2 separate regions of the Bicyclus anynana genome follow, and region 2 is linked to region 1. A link is a contact called in public Hi-C data. All regions are on one chromosome and are shown on one strand. The core of a region is the stretch at or near the end of the contact, and the rest is flanking DNA. Distances in the headings are between cores, read along the strand shown. Region 1 holds the start of LOC112051814 (protein TIS11). Region 2 overlaps LOC112051814 (protein TIS11).

What was found. A called contact is a pair of places that touch in the nucleus more often than the background predicts.
Region 2: a Hi-C map of whole body shows a contact between it and region 1, with 1.6 times the contacts expected there. The contact joins the enhancer-like site here to the promoter of LOC112051814 in region 1. A contact is called at or near these places in 2 of 2 Hi-C or Micro-C datasets (whole body and whole larva).

Annotation. Positions count from the first base shown.
Region 1 is chr16:8,099,702-8,102,515 of ilBicAnyn1.1, reverse strand. LOC112051814 (protein TIS11) reads right to left here and starts at 1,441. Exons shown (of 2, transcript XM_024090610.2): 1 at 714-1,441. The coding sequence starts at 773.
Region 2 is chr16:8,152,707-8,155,520 of ilBicAnyn1.1, reverse strand. All of the region lies in intron 1 of LOC112051814 (protein TIS11), which reads right to left. Among protein-coding and RNA genes, the nearest start is that of LOC128198835, 10 kb to the right of the region's middle. Within about 2 kb of position 1,405, at least 8 of the 8 cell types and tissues checked have open chromatin away from gene starts, as enhancers often do.

The DNA of each region.
Region 1 (2,814 bases), core at 192-2,691:
CGCATACAAGCAATATAAAATCTAATTCTATTATCATAATCAAATCCACCAAAATTTACTGGAAAAACTGACTTGCAATTAGTTAAATAGTTCCCAAATACCTATTTGGATAAGTTTGTAGATCATTTTTGTGTAGGTAAGTAGGTACTATTAAGAATTATAAACCAAAATAGTTGTCTTATTTAAATTGATTGATAACGATTTGTTTATTAAGTTTCTTAGAGAATAGTTATATTCATGTACTATAAACTTAAAAAACTTACAAATACAGCGGAATACCTAATGGATACAAGATAATTTAGTTGACGACGCGACGTACATATAATAAAAGATAACGAATTTATTTACGACTCTCAGTAATCATAGCAAATAAAGTGCTTGTTATTTCATAAACACAGTTTTCGTAAAAAAAACTTTTGTTAGTCACATACACACCAGGACATTGGGTTTTTGTTAATAATATTTTATCATATCTAACTAATACTTATTTCTGCAGGTTAACCAAACCCGTGGTGGTATTGTCGTATGCATTCAAAACTCTTAAACTTCTCGTAACCCGTCATATTATTTTAAATTTTATTTACATTTCTCATCTAAAATGCCTTCTGTTGAACCATAGCTGATCACAGACATCTATTACAGACTTTGAGTAATTTTTTTTCGAAACTTAGTCGCGGGTTTGAAAGTCAGGTAGGTAAATAAACTTTGCTTACCTTTAAGAACAGTTCACCAAAGTCGTACAGCGCAGACTGATGCATTATGGCAGTAGACATTATGTAAAACCAACTCGACACTAATTACGATCCAGGTTTTCGATGCTTCTTTTGCGTTTTTTATAGTTCAACTTAACAGATCCACTTAGCACGAATTTCGAGGTTAAACTCACAGTAATTTAGCAAGTTGGGACAAGTTCACGATGCTTTCAACGAGAATTTTTAGGGAACCTTTGAAAAAACAGATTGTGAAAAATGTTAGTGAATTTGATGATGCGTTTTTGTTTTTTACGGTCGGTGACCACAGATTGAGTCCGAACTAGTTGGCTGAGAGCAATATTTTTTTATTATGCCCTCCACGATTGAGCCAGTTTTATAATTTTTGAACACAAATTCGCAACCGTTGCGAAAATGTACAAAACAGTCCTTTGTTTCGAAATGTCTTCTTCACTTTTTTTCGCGTCTATACGGAAATTCACAAATACTGGTCAAAACTCTGCGCGAACTGCATCGAAGTAAACTTTAGACAATAAAAACTTTTTTATTTGTCCAACTTTATACTCCAAAACGTTTATAATTCTGGCTGCATAAATGTCGCAAAATAAAAAAATAAATCGAAGTGTCAACGTCCGCGCAAAACGCACCACACGTTCATTCCGTATCACGCTTGCTCGCGCACTGAGCGTGAGCCTGCAATTCGGTTCGCCCGAGTCGTGAACCGGCAGCGGGCGGGTGGATTTTGTTTTCAAATCAAACAGCACGATCACGTTTTGAAGCGAGATTCGTTTTCCGATCGGGTGCGTTCGTATGATGTCGGCTATATTCGTTCTGTATTGTTGACACCCGCTACAATAAAAATGATAAAACCCTTCGCGGTTCCTTCTCTCTTGAATTTAATAAATTGTATTTTTTCCAAGTTCTAACAGGTAGATAATTTGCTTATACCCAGTACCGATTTACTTTATTTGACAAAATAACAATGTTGCCTACTTTACCACAGACTACTCAGTACTAGACAAGAATATCCCAGATCTCAAAGACATTTTATAGGTACTATAGACATGTTACGTGCCTACAAAATTACCGCAAAAAGTGAGCCGAATTTAGCTACTCCACTGAGCGCAACCATGCACAATTTTGTGTTTAATTCTATTATAGGTATTACGTAGGTATATTTATGTATATACAGTTCATAAAGTTACGAAACCACAACTCGACATTGTATATGTATATTTAGAAGAAGAAGAAGAAGAAGAAGAAATACTTTATTGCACACAAAAATACAATTATAAATTGAAACATTAAAAACGTAAATTAAACTTAGCATGCAAAGGCGGCCTTATTACTATAAGTAATCTCTACCAGGCAACCCCTGACGAGAGAACAAAATTTTAGAGAGAATTTAGGTAATTTTTATTTCAATAACTTTCGTTGTTTACTATGCAACTCAATGAAATGCGGTCAATTAGCCGCTTTTGTTCGCCTCAGTTTTGACGCGCTAGTGACATACCTATCTCTATTATAAAATCTTTGCCAGATTTGCCATAGCTATACATCTACAGCTAATATCATAGACTTAGACCTAAAGTTTGTGGTTCTACTGAAAGGATTTTGAAAATTCTTTTACCACTAGAAAGCCACGTTATTTTTGAGTGTCATAAGCTTTTGGTATTTTATCCCCATTCCCCGTATTCTCACCAGAACGGGGCTAATATTTTAAGTATTATAAGTAGGTATGTAGGTAGGTACAAAATGTGTACAGTGTACCTATAACCTACACGTACTTACTTAATAAATTTATATTAATTAATTTTATAATACCTTTTATACTTGTACATTTATGTTTTCTGTGCCTGTTACAAAATAGTGCGTAGTTTGATAAGGTACAATTATATGATAATAACCCAGTACACGTTGTACCGGCTATTTCAAACCCTTTTAATGGAGAATTTTATACATTTTGGTGAGGAAGTGCTAAAAAATAAACGGCCAGAACGGTGAACAAACGCAAAAACTTGTAATTTTAGAGCTGGTTCGACCAATCGAGGTATCCACCGCCCGCGCTTGTTCAGAGAAAAGTACTATGGTCATGAACGGAGCG
Region 2 (2,814 bases), core at 156-2,655, 53 kb before region 1:
CAGAGCGTAACATTGGTTAAGCGCTTTCCATCGGACATTGCGCCGCGAACCAACTCCAGGGAAATTTGTAATCACTGTCGATTTCGAGCGGCCGCGGTCGTTGCGTTCGAAACTAAGGGCAATCAGTTCGTAATTACGCTGCACTTTGTTATAATAACATGCACCCATTAACTGCAACGCACTGCAGTCTAGACCCCTGGCGAGCTGCACATGGAGGAGACATTCAACCAGTGAAGTGCACATCGTAAACGCTAAAGAGACAGACAGACATGCTGTCTTTAGGAAAGGATATTGTTTGTAACTTTTAAATTTGAATAAATTTATTTTCTTTCTTTCTTTATTTCAAAAACGCACTGCCTAACATTAACTATAAATTCATATTAAAGAATAAATTTTCCAGTGCGTATAATTTCTATTTTTAATGCCACCACTGCCAACCGTATAGTCCTAACCTATTCCTCTGCAGCAAGCTAAAATTAACAGCTTAAAAAAAAACATTTTTTTTATACTAAGTAAGGTAGGTATTAGAACCGCTTCTAAAGTATTTCTACCCTTCTACCTCCAACCCAATTATGTAAAAAGTATGTAAGTAAATGGTAGCAAGTTAGCCGGGTCATTTATATGTATATGGTGATATTGGTATATTTCAAATAGATGCAAATAAGCAAGAATCGTCAATGAGTCACGTTTTGGACCCAGTAGGGCCTAGCAACATGCACGTTAAGGTAAACATTTCGACAGCATCTATTGCACACTCCGTATGGTAATTCCTATGAACCGTCGAACGGACTAACTATTCAGAGAGCTGGTGAACATTTTTGGGTAAGTATTTGAGGCGAACTACAAACTTGTCCTATACCTGCCCTGTATCTTTCCTATACTACCCTATCACACAACTGGAGACCTGACTGAGGAGCAGTGAGGATTTCTTTTTGCAAAACACAGCCTTCAGTAAATTTGTAACACTGCCTCCTTATTTGTAAGGAAATAAGACTTTAGGGTTTATTTGCAAAATAGTTTTTCAAGCGTCTGCCAAAGTCAAAGACCCCGATTAGTTTACAGCTTGCCTCAAATAATCATCATTCTCAGTCGATGTACGCCCACTGCTGGACTAGGCCTTTTATATGGGCTTCTTATCAACCAAGGCCTCGAGCATCCAGCGGATTCTCGTTGATATCGGAAGTCGTCGGTCCATCTAGCGGGAAATAGACAAACACTGCGCTTTGCGACGCGTGGTCGTCATTCCAGCACTATGGCCTATGGGACCTCAACGTCCATCGGCTTTTCTAAAGTTCTCTATCCTTAAGTAGGTACCCAAAATGGTCGACTAGCTCTTGGTCTATACGGACTACGGATCGAGTCGGTCAGTGAGCGACTGTGTGCGCGGTATATTAGCGCGCGATTGTGTCAACGCGCCGAGCACGCACCGGCCCGACCGACGTGTTTGTTCACTTCGTTAAGGCTGCATTCACATTGACGCAGAAACGAAGCGTAGCGAAGCCATTTTTTTTCACTAGCATGATTATTAGCTTATTTTAAGGATGAGGCCTAACCTTATAGGAGAGGGGATTTGGAGCATCTATGCTGTAGTAGATACGCTATAAAGCTATCGGGTTGGCGCAGCCTCAAGGTGATAATGTTCGACTCTGTAACGATCACTATCAGATGTTAAAAATGCATACAGTACTTTTTGAAGCATAGCGTATATGATACCATACAACTTTACAACTCCGGGCTGTTATTAAACTTCCTACTTAATATTATAAACGCGAGAGTTTGTATTGTAGGCCAATTTTCATGCCGGAAACTGAATTCCACGCGGACGAAGTCGTGGGCGTCCGCTAGTTCAGAATATTTCAAAAGTTACTCAATATTTCGAAGCCCAACCCAGGACTTGAACCCAGCCGATAGCCGATAGATATGATCCGAAGCCGCATAAGCGAACCATAGACCAACGAGGCAGTTACACGACACTACTTGCATCAATGTGAATGGAGCCTTAGTTTCAACGAAAGGTTGCAACAAAGTCCGAATGCCAAGTTTTCATCATGCGTTGCATGATTTTTACACCAAATTGCAACTGTCCGGTTTTATTTTCTTTTGGAAAATTTTAACACAACTTCGTCAAAAATTATCGTTTAAATATTTCATTTAAACGATTAAAAATTACATATTAGTATTATGTTTTAATAAAAATAAGCATTATTAATATGAGATAAAGTTTTTTACATTTTTCTGTTGCATGGCTTTTATTATCTACACCAGCATTAAATACTTCCTTAGTACATTAAGGTCTGTATAACCTTTAAGAGAAAAACCTACAACTTGCGTAATTATCTAGGAAAATACTACAGGTTACATATCTAGGTATCTAAACATTCACTTCCTACATATAATGTATTATGGACATAATATTTAAAAGGCTCATTGGGAGATTTGTAAAGAGCCGAGCCACTGAGGCCAACGACTCAAGCCGCGGCCGGATATTTACTGAGAGCTGGTTTTCGTTACAGGTTTTAAAGTATTCTTTTTTAGCGCCAAAATTATGTAAGCTTTTGTACTGGAGCGAAGATTAGATCACAGTGGTGCAACCGCTCGCCGGTCGGTGCAATCTTGCATAAAGATACTTTACATTGTTAATATGCGTCAGACGAGAGGCTGAAGCACGACGTAATCCCTCATGCAAACTTACTTGGTTCTTGCGTTGTTTACAATGTTTAATGCGTAAGGTATACTGTAAAAAAAAAAAATCTCAATATATTGTGATATATTGAGTGTGAGAGACCTCTGCCTTCGATTTGGAGGGCGTAGGTT